Linked DNA regions of Oryctolagus cuniculus: region 2 is linked to region 1. A link is a contact called in public Micro-C data. All regions are on one chromosome and are shown on one strand. The core of a region is the stretch at or near the end of the contact, and the rest is flanking DNA. Distances in the headings are between cores, read along the strand shown.

What was found. Hi-C and Micro-C count contacts between places; a contact is called where the count stands out from the background.
Region 2: a Micro-C map of ear pinna shows a contact between it and region 1, with 4 times the contacts expected there. The contact joins the enhancer-like site here to the promoter of IRF2BP2 in region 1. A contact is called at or near these places in 6 of 6 Hi-C or Micro-C datasets (ear pinna, embryonic fibroblasts, liver and 3 more).

What each region holds. Positions count from the first base shown.
Region 1 is chr13:53,906,859-53,911,774 of mOryCun1.1, reverse strand. It overlaps IRF2BP2 (interferon regulatory factor 2 binding protein 2), which reads left to right and starts at 3,256. Exons shown (of 2, transcript XM_008268248.3): 1 at 3,256-4,916. The coding sequence starts at 3,957.
Region 2 is chr13:54,274,747-54,280,064 of mOryCun1.1, reverse strand. The region is part of intron 1 of LOC103350930 (a long non-coding RNA gene); the gene reads left to right. Among named protein-coding and RNA genes, the nearest start is that of TOMM20, 120 kb to the left of the region's middle. Within about 2 kb of position 2,379, at least 4 of the 8 cell types and tissues checked have an H3K27ac peak or open chromatin away from gene starts, as enhancers often do. A contact at or near this core is called in ear pinna, where this site is marked.

The sequences.
Region 1 (4,916 bases), core at 2,007-4,506:
CTACCCCCTGAGCTATCGCTCCCTTTGGTTTGCCTTCTGGGCACTTACTCTCCATACTCCTGCTTTTTTCATGGTGTCCTACTGAAATGCTTTCCTTTTACTCCTAAACTAGGATCTTTATTTAAAAAAAAAAAAAAAAAAAACTACAAAATTGGAGCTAGAAAGGACGACTGCTTTCTCTAGTCTCAGCAGGAGTCCTCCCCCCCACAGAATAGTTCCTTCAGTTCTTAAGACAAATTGCAACATTTCAGTGCTCTGGTTCAAAGCCAACCTCAACCCACTGCTTCACTGACACTTGGCGCAGGATCTGCCTGCCTGTCCACGTATCAGTGTGTAAGAGCTGGCTGCAGACAACCTGGTAACCTTGACTCTGAGTGGCGAAGATGATCGTAATTCTCTTTGGAGAGGACCTGGAGCCTTAAGCAAGAGGGCAGAGTCTACGTGACTAAAACATACCAACTTCCTCTTTCATAAGTCATCACATGATGAACTACAATTACAATTCCTGCCTTGTCTCTGCGAATTGCAGACGCATTGCCTCACCCTAGAAACCCTGCTCCTGTGTGTGGAGGAGGCGGCTGTAACTGCTGCAGCAGCCGCTTTGGATGGGATCCAACTCTAGTCTTCGCCGGGAGGGAGGGAGGGAGGGAGGGCGGTGGGTAGAAGACAAAAACAAAGCTATGTTTACTTAGCATACATCCATAAAGCTGCTTCAGAGCTACAGGAAAGGCCAGGCAGCATGAAAGACTTTTGATACAATATAAGGAATTGCTGCCCCGGATCCAGGTCCAGCCTTAACCCCCTTGATCCCGGATCCTTCAAGGGCAGGCTCAAGCCCAGAAATAAAACCGCCCTTCCACTTTCCAACAGGCGTTGCAGGAGGGAAGTTACCACAACCCAGTTTCAACAGTAAGCTGGCGGGGTGCATTCAAAAGGAAATTCTCTTCCTTTGGAGAGCAGGAGCTCTGTCCTACAAAGGTCCTGACTTCGGAGCTCTCCGGGGATTCTATTCTGGGGTGGAGTGGCAGGCGCTCTCTGGAGGGCATTACAATGAGCAGGGAGCGCTGGCAGGTAAATGAGTATAATTAAGCCACCGTCCTAATGGCAAGTTGTTTCCATTGAATGCATGGGGTTCTCCAAACGCTCACGGAAAACGTGTATTATGACATCTACGCACGAACTTCAAGTTCTTTCACACTCAAACTTATCTTGTAACCCCGTTTTCCCATTGACTTTTTGCGGCTGCCCACTACGTTCCCAGCGGTGCTTCCCGAACCATCTTTTGAGGGCCCTGAGGAGGCTCAGGCCTGCAGCACAAACACCAGGCTTCATCCCCGGTGGGTGGCACAGGGTCGCTAAGCAGCGTGACCAGCAGGAGGTGCTCCATTGCAGCGGCCTCAGCTGCTCCTGGGAGGGATCCCGGCAGGCCCGTCCTCCCCAGCAGGATGGCAAGTGCCAGGTAAGACCTGGAAAGGGACGGGGAGACCCTCGGAGCAGACACGCCTCTGGAAATCCCCGAGGGAAGACAGTCAGGGTTAGCCTCTCCAAACATCTAGACGTGGCAGCATGTTTTCTGCGCCATTTTCAAACAACTTTCCTGTGTTCTAAGCAGCTCCCTCCGTTGTCTATGAGTGCTTTTCCCTCTTCCTTTAATTCTTTGAAAGAACCTGGCATTTTCAACAGCAACAACTAAGGAAACGTCAGCAGGATTTTTTCCCTCCCTCTCCACCTACCAATCCAGTTGTAAGGATGATAATATAATTAGTACCCTGTTCTTCCCACACTTGACCAGCTCACTCCAGTCTCAGGGAGAGATGCGGGCCTGTGCTGCTGCTAGCCAAAGCAGCTCCAGAGACCGCTCTGACAAAGCAGCAACGTCAAAGTCCCAGCCGACAGCGCCCAAGCCCGCGCCTCAGCAGGACCAACGACCAACCCAGAGATTTACCACAACACACACCAGCTCCTCCTCCCGATAAAAGTGGGAACCTCACGCGCTCATTCAATAGGGGCAGTCTGGCTGCCCACGGCGTAAGACAGGCGCGGGCCCGACCGGCAGGGCTTTGGGGCCGCACCCCGTCTTCCCGCCAGGCAGGTCTGCACCCACCACGGTTAGGGCCGGACTGGGTGGCGCAGAGGGCGCAGGGCCGCCCCCTCCCGAGGCCCGCCCTGCGCCACGGCCGCGACCGAGCCAGCCAGCCGGTCGCCCCCAGCGCCCGCGGGGACCCATCGAGGCGAGCAGGCCGCGCGCCCCGACCGCGCCAGCGCCACCCGCCACCTCGAGTCCAAGTTCGGGCCCGGGGGGGCGGGGCCGGAGGCCCCGAGGGCCTGCCGGGGGCGGAGCCTGCGCCGTGACGTGACGCGCCGCGCCTCGCTGGCCGTAGACCCCGGATCCCTGGAATGTGCATTCGTTCAATGAGGCCCCCGTGCCAGCGGCGGCGAGGCACGTTCGCGCGGAGCGTGCGCACTGGCGGCGGCGGGGGCCTGCGGCCCGCAGCCCTGCGCCCACGTCACGCGCTCGCCGCGCGGACCTACATAAGGCGGCCGGGGCGGCGGGCGCGGCCAGGGCTCCGCTCAGAGGGCGGGCCGACGGGAGGTCTTGGTGTTCTCGAGCTCCCGGTCTGGACCGCGCTCCCTTTCCTTACGGAGGGCTCCGTGGAAAGCGCGCGAGCCAGCTGGCGGCATGACGACACCGTGCTGTGCTTGGGAACAGCAGACTCTCCTGAGTTTGTGAAACCTGAAGGGCCTGGCGGCGCGCGTGTCCGTCCTAGGGCAAATGCAAGTGCAAAGCATTCCTGAGCGATTCTGTGCTCACGTGTCCAACATTTGGCTTTCAACTCCTCAAAAACCCAAAACTGTGAAGCACGCCAGACCTAAACTCTCCATCAAGCGTCTGACAGAAACCAAGTTACAAAGTGGCCTTGCCTTTATTATTATTATTATTTATTAGTTTTAGCTCGACTCGACAGAAAGGACAAGCACAGGGAAACCAAATCCCGACTGAGGAGTCTGTAGAGCCGAGGAAACAGGGCAAACATCCCCATGGAGCAGCGTGCTCACGTCAGGGACGCCGGCCGCTCACTGGAGGCGGCGCGGACCCGCGGAGCCGGCTCTCCCGGCCGCGTCCCTGCGCGCGGGGCGGGGGGGGGGGGGCGGCGAGGGAAAGCGCGTGCGCGTGCGCGCGGGAGGGCGGGCGCGCGCGCCAGGGGAGGGGGCCCGCGCAGGCGCCGTGCGAGGCTGTCGAAGAATCAAGTCTGTAGAAGTGGAGCGGCCGCGGCGAGCAGCAGCAGCGACAACCTAGGCGGCGGAGCTGAGGCGGGCTAGGCGCTGACGCGGGCGCTGGAGAGCAGCGACGCCAGGAGCTGTGAGAGAGCGGCAGAGCGACCCGGGGCCCGCGCCGCGCCCGAGCTTCACGCCGCTCGGCCACCGCCGCCGCCTCGGCGCGGCATGCCCCGCCGCTCGGGCTGAGCCTGCTCCGGCGGCCGCCCCCCGGCCCCGGCCCCCGCCCCCCCCGCGTCCTCCCCGCCCCCCGCCCCGCACTCCGTGCCGGCCACCGCCGCCGCCGCGACCTGCTGCGCTTCCCCGCGTCCGCGCGGCCCGTCTTCGCCCCGGTCTGGAGGCCCGCCGCGGCCCCGGCCGAGCCCCCGCCGCGCCGCCCCGCCGCGCCGCCCGCCCGCGCCCGCCACCGCGCCGGCCGGGGGGACCTGCTGCCGCGGCTGCAGCCCCTCGCGCCGCGCCCGCCGCCCCTCGTGCACCGGGGGCGCTGCGCGGGCGCCGAGCCTTCGCGGGCTTTGCCGCCGCCGCCGCCGCCTCTGCGGCCGCCGCCGCCACTGGTGGGGGAGACGCGGGGTTGGGGGGGGAGGAGGGCTCGCGCGGTGCCGGCGGGGGGCGGCGGGGCCCCCTCCTCCTCCTCCACCTCCACCTCCTCCTCCTCCCCCGGCGCCGCGGGCTCCTCGGACATGGCCGCGGCGGTGGCGGTGGCGGCCGCGTCCCGGCGGCAGTCGTGCTACCTGTGTGACCTGCCCCGCATGCCCTGGGCCATGATCTGGGACTTCACCGAGCCCGTGTGCCGCGGCTGCGTCAACTACGAGGGCGCCGACCGCGTCGAGTTCGTCATCGAGACGGCGCGGCAGCTCAAGCGGGCGCACGGCTGCTTCCCGGAGGGCCGCTCCCCGCCCGGCGCCGCGGCCCCGGCCGCCGCCAAGCCGCCGCCGCTCTCGGCCAAGGACATCCTCCTGCAGCAGCAGCAGCAGCAGCAGCTCGGCCACGGCGGCCCCGAGGCGGCCCCTCGCGCAGCGCAGGCCCTGGAGCGCTACCCTCTGGCGGCCGCGGCGGAGCGACCTCCGCGCCTCGGCTCCGACTTCGGCGGCAGCCGCCCGGCTGCGGGCCTGGCCCAGCCTCCGACGCCGCAGCCGCCGCCTGTGAACGGCATCCTGGTGCCCAACGGCTTCTCCAAGCTGGAGGAGCCGCCCGAGCTGAACCGCCAGAGCCCGAACGCGCGACGCGGCCACACCGTGCCGCCCACCCTGGTGCCGCTTATGAACGGCTCCGCCACGCCGCTGCCCGCCGCGCTCGGCCTCAGCGGCCGCGCCGCCGCCTCCCTGGCCGCCGTGTCTGGAGCCGCGGCCGCCGCTGGCCTGGGCTCAGCGCAGCCCGCGGAGCTGGGCGCCCACAAGAGGCCGGCCTCTGTGTCGAGCAGCGCAGCCGTGGACCACGAGCAGCGGGAGGCGGCAGCCAAGGAGAAGCAGCAGCCGCCGCCGCCACCGCCCGCGCACCGGGGCCCGGCCGACAGCTTGTCCACCGCGCCCGGGGCCGCCGAGCTGGGCGCCGAGGGCGCAGGCAAGGGCCGCGGGCCCGGAGAGCAGGACTGGGTCAACAGGCCCAAAACCGTGCGCGACACGCTGCTGGCGCTGCACCAG
Region 2 (5,318 bases), core at 1,130-3,629, 370 kb before region 1:
GCCACATTTGTCCTACAATTGCAAAGCTACTTGCAGACAGAGATCATGCCTCCCCTCGTGTTCTATGGTGGATCTGGCTGATCTGATCTCTCTTGGTCTTCAATGGGTCCATCCATGTCTGTCCTTCTTGGGATTGGAAGGTGACAGTTTTGTTTCAGACAATGCAACCAAGAGAGCTTTGGAAAAGCCAGGAGCTGCCTAATGTTGCCTGTGGGCTGATGGTGGAGAAGCTGAGCACACAGAGCGGGAACTGCCCAGGCAGCCTCCGCTGTGGCCTAGTGCCACAATGACCAGCCAGGGCGGGGGAGGCTGCAGCAGGAGCTGCTCCTTCCAGGTCTGGCGCTCAGTGGTTTCCTGCCTTGCTAAATGGCCGTTGCTCGGTGGTGATGATTCATGGCATTTGGAAAGTGTGGCTGTGTTCTGAACAGGGAAGTGAAAAATAACACATCCAAGGTCAGTGCAGGACAGGATAGGGGCTGTTACAAGATGTGCAGCTTTACTCTGGAAAACACAGGGGGCGGGGGGCCCCACTGAAGTCGGTCCCGGTGGTTCTCAGCAGGCCAGGGGTCTCTGCTTGCTCTTCTTGGAGCATCAACTTTTCCGAGTGTTGATCACTAATTTGTTCCTGGGAAGCTGCTGCTGGTCTTGGCCGAGCTGCTGCGGGCAGGAGGAAGTGGATGGTGATTCAGTGAGTGTTTGCTTCCTCTCTGACTCAGGACTGGATCCATTTCTCAGAGTGATGCCAGGGGGCACTGTGTGGCTTCAGCTAGAGTCTTTGAACTTGCAGTCAAAATTGAGGCTCTGACCCCTTGTGGCTACTGGCTCTCCATTGACCCTTCTGGGTGAGTAAGGGGGTTAGGCTGGGTCCTATGGCCTCACTCTCAGCTGGGTAAGCCCTTCTGACATGAGTCCCCTCTGTGGTTTCAGCTGAGAGAGCACAGTGGAGTACAGTGGGTACCTCTGGGTCTGTGCCCACCTCCGGAGCTTCCTTGTTTCAGGGTCTCGTAATCGGAAAAGCAGCTAGATTCTGAAGGGGCTCCATCTAGGAAGGTGTTAAACTGATGGAGGAGGTAGTTGAACTAGTTCTTTTGGAGGCCAATTGTCCATTTAACCAATGATATGATGAGGGTGGTGGGGTTGCAACTGGCACATTCCTACAAGAAGAGCCATGATTTATCCTAAAGGACTGAGTTTTCCAAGGATCTGTCACAAGAGTGCTGTCACTTGACACCTGTTCTAAGAAACACCCCAGTTATCCAGATAATTGCCTCTGCCTCGCAGTGGGTAACCCTGAGCATTGACTTGAGAAAGACCTGGAAGCCCTTTGCAAAACTACAAGTGGGACTCTCTGTTCCAGTGCTCTCCATCAGCTTGAGGAGTGGGCTACCTTCTCTCCCACTTTCTTCTTTGCCTCTGTACATAGTGAGGCAAACCAAACTGGCCACGGCTTCTAGAAGGGGGCTTTGTAGGACCCAGGACACCTGCGGTTAGGACCCAACACTACCAGGTGCTTTCTCTTCTTTCATCTCAACTTCCTGCAGATGCTGATTTTAATCTCTTTGAGAAACTTACCCTACATGGCAGGTGATGGACATGATGGCCACTTTTCCTTATCATGCACCTAAAGGCTTCTTCATCAGAGACAGACTACGAGTTCAAAAGATTCTAAGAGACTCCTTGATGGCTTCACCAGGGCCAAGTGACATCACCGGCTCAGTCACTGTGTCTGGGGAGGAGCTGAGCTGATGGCTCAGCTCACATTTGGATTCCAAGATGAGCCAGGGAGGGCGTATTTTCTGTTCTGGCCAGCAAATCCCTGGGTCCACCACACCACATGTGGGAAGCTCTCCCTCAGTCCTAGGATGAAGACGGGGCTCCCGGCCTTGCTTCTGCTTCCCCCAGGCCTGGCTGTGAGGGGCTTGGCCTTGGGGGAGGGACCGCTTCGGTGCTGAGAACTTGATGCTTTATAGCTTGAAAATCTATAGGAAGATGGGGGTTTTCTCAGTGCCATTTTTTGGGGGGGTTACCTGTCTGGGGCAGCAGCTTTGTGGTTTTCTGAGCAGAATGGCTTGGAGGACTTAAGCAGAGAGTGAAGGAAGAACAAAAGAACCATTCTCAGAAGCATGGCAAAAGTGAAACCAAATAAAAACCCCATAAAAATCCCTACTGGGTCAGAGGAAATACCAGCCCCGTGCTTTTGGGCTGCATGTTTGGTGATAAAGGAAAGATTCACAGATAGGCTGCTGTGACTTAATTGTGTTTGGACTGGAGAGAGAATGTGCTAGAAAGCAATAAAGAGGAGTCACCCAAGCAGGGGAGGCCTGTGTGAGTGCGTGGCGTGTCACTGCAATTCAGGAACTGACCGGTGTCTGGGTTCACCAAGAGCTGGGAAGGGATACTGGACAGGAACTGGCTCAAAGTTGTCGCACAGCTGCTGTGATCAGGTGACCATCAGCTGGGCCTGCCCCCTGCTGGCCCTGATTGATGGTCAGAGGAACTCTGACCTCGATTTAGTCACCAAAATCCCCGCCTGGAAATCTCTTTGAAGATTGATTAAGTAAACACTCACAGCACCGATAATAACAATCGAGTGACGCAGTTGAATTATCTGGAGCAAGAGGAAGAAGGCACGGATTACAACGCGGCAGACATGCTGCCTTTCTGTTCCTCTAATTGGGGTGCAGGTTTGGGCACAGTGAGTGTACGGGGCGCAGTTGAGGATGTGGAAACTTTTACTCTCCTGTCACGGGCTGGACTATCCTGGGACAGAACATTGCCTGTCACTCGTGGCAGCTGGTGTGGTCTGGTGGGCTGCCCCTCAGCAGAGCTAACCGGAGACCCTGCATTTCAGTTCTGTTCTGTGGTCTGCTGTGGGCCAGCTCTCACTGGGGACAACAAGAGGGCATCTGGAAAGGCCTGGATTCGTCTGGGAGAGCCTCACCTCGTGGTTCTGCTCTGGGCAACAGCTGGCAGGCTTCTCTGGGCGTGGGGTGGTGGCCCCTGTGTGACTCCATTGCAGGTGGAGGTGGCAGTGGGCTGCCAGCTCTGGGCTCAGTGACGCTCCTGGACTTGCTGGTGGTCGAGCTTGCTGAGCCCTCCGGGCTGTGGGAGCAGTGTTGATGTTGGTTCACTGAAGTCATTCATGATGGATGCAGCCAGCCACGCCTTTCACTCACTTGCTGGGATGTAATTTTGTCATTCAGTCACATAGAGCTGAGATGATGTCTTCTGATCTTTTGTTTCTGCTGCCTGGCCCAGTGCGAAGCCCGCGGCGGGGGATCTATACACACGGGTTGACTTCTCTTCCTGCTTCACCTTTGGTTTGGTTGAAGTCCCGACTCCCAGAACCTCAGAATGTGAACTTATTTGGACATAGTGTCTTTAAAGAGGTGATTAAAGGTCTTTAAAAACCCTTTGGAGGTCCTAAGGGTGAGCCTGAATCCATTTTCCTTGGTGTCCTTATAAGAGCAGAGGAAGACCTCGTAAAGACATGGAGAAGCTGGTCATTTGCAAGCCCAGGAGCAAGGCCTCAGGAGGAACCAAGCCTGCTGACACCTTGATCTTGGACTTCGAACCTTCAGAATGTGAAGAAATACAGTCTGCTGTCCGTTGTTATGGCAGCCCAGGCAAACTAGTGCAGTCTTCCAGCACGTAATGCTGTGCACTTACTATACAAGACTTAGAGACCAAAGTGGAGAAGTACAGGGGAAAGAGGAACAGGAATGGGTCCATCCTTTCTTCTTGATTTTCTCCTCCCAAACCCCTCCCTATGCAGCCTCTCCTTACCTCTACCCTCAGCAGAAAGAGGAACTTAGGGGGGAAATGAAACAGAGGGCTCCCAGCAGATGCCACCCTGCAGCAGCTCTGGAATATAGTGGAAACCCTTTAACATAGAACCAGGGGAACTGTGTTCTTCTGGCTGCCCCCTTCTGCAACAAGTTCTTTTTTAGTGCATGTGTGTGCATGCACGTGGCCAGAACACACCCATGGCCTGACTGAGCAGCTGAGTGTGCGTGTCTCGGGCTGATTGGGAAGAGGGTCCCAGCTGTTGTAGACACGCTGTGACTGTGCAGCTGACAGGGTGTGCACCAGGGTGTTTCCCAGCCCCTGCTTTATGGTACACTGTGGCTGGTGAGGGCCACAATAAAAGAGTTCTCTAGACCATGATTACATCCCTTGTTGCCCTTTGTGACTACAGATGATTCCAGTGTTCTGTTTCCACACAACTGCCACGGGAGGATTGGCCTTTGACTTATGGCCCTGGCTGATGGCTGTGTGCTTTGACCACTTTGTCTGCGGGTCTCATAAGTTTGTTGCATCATGGGATCATCTTAAGATCTCTGAGCCTTCAAGCATGTTGGGCCTGTTAAAAATCTAGGCCCATCTGAAAAGCATCACAGTATGGAAGCCTTGCTATTTCTCATTCTTCTGTGGCATCTACCATTTTGGATCAATGACATTTTCCACCACACAGCTCAATAATAAACTTCTCTCTCTTTTTTTTAAAGATTTATTTTATTTATTTGAAAGACAGAGTTACAGAGAGAGGCAGAGACAGAGAGACAGGTCTTCCATCCCATGGTTCACTCCCCATTTGGCCGCAACAGCCGGAGCTGCGCCGATCCGAAGCCAGGAGCCTCCTCCAGGTCTCCATGTGAGTGCAGGGGCCCAAGGACTTGGGCCATCTTCTACTGCAGAGAGCTGGATTGGAAGAGGAGCAGCTGGGACTAGAACTAGTGCCCATATGAGATGTTGGCGCTTCTGGCCAGGGCTTTAACCCACTGCGCCACAGCTCCAGCCCCTAAACTTCTTCTCTTTTAGGATCCTTTGGCAATCCTAGTTTAGCTCACTGATCTGAAAGGAAATTGGGATTCCAGGAGCTCAGTGTTGACCAACGGGTCCCCTGTTGCATAGTACTGGTTCCCCAAAGGACTTTAGGCAGGATGTGACAGCCAGTGTGGCTGTAATTAGCTGCTGTGTGCACACTGGGGAGTGAAGCTTGCGTATCAGTCACTTTTCCCTCACATCGGTAGTGGCATTTCTCAAGTCTGATATTATTTCTTCATTTAATAATGATGCCAAAACAAGCTTCTCTTTCTTTTCTGCGTACAAACACAAGAACACATGCCAGGGAAGGGTTAAGGCCAACCCAGCAAGAGTGTCAAAGCTACCCCCAGCTCTGCCCCTTCTGGCCGACTTCCTCTCCGCGCTTTCCTTTGTTGGCCTCCATGGCTGCTCACAGGCCCTGGCCTCTTCCTGTTGCTCCCAGCCTAGTGCATGCAGAGTTCTCCTACTTGATGAGGCTTCAGGTGTGGCCT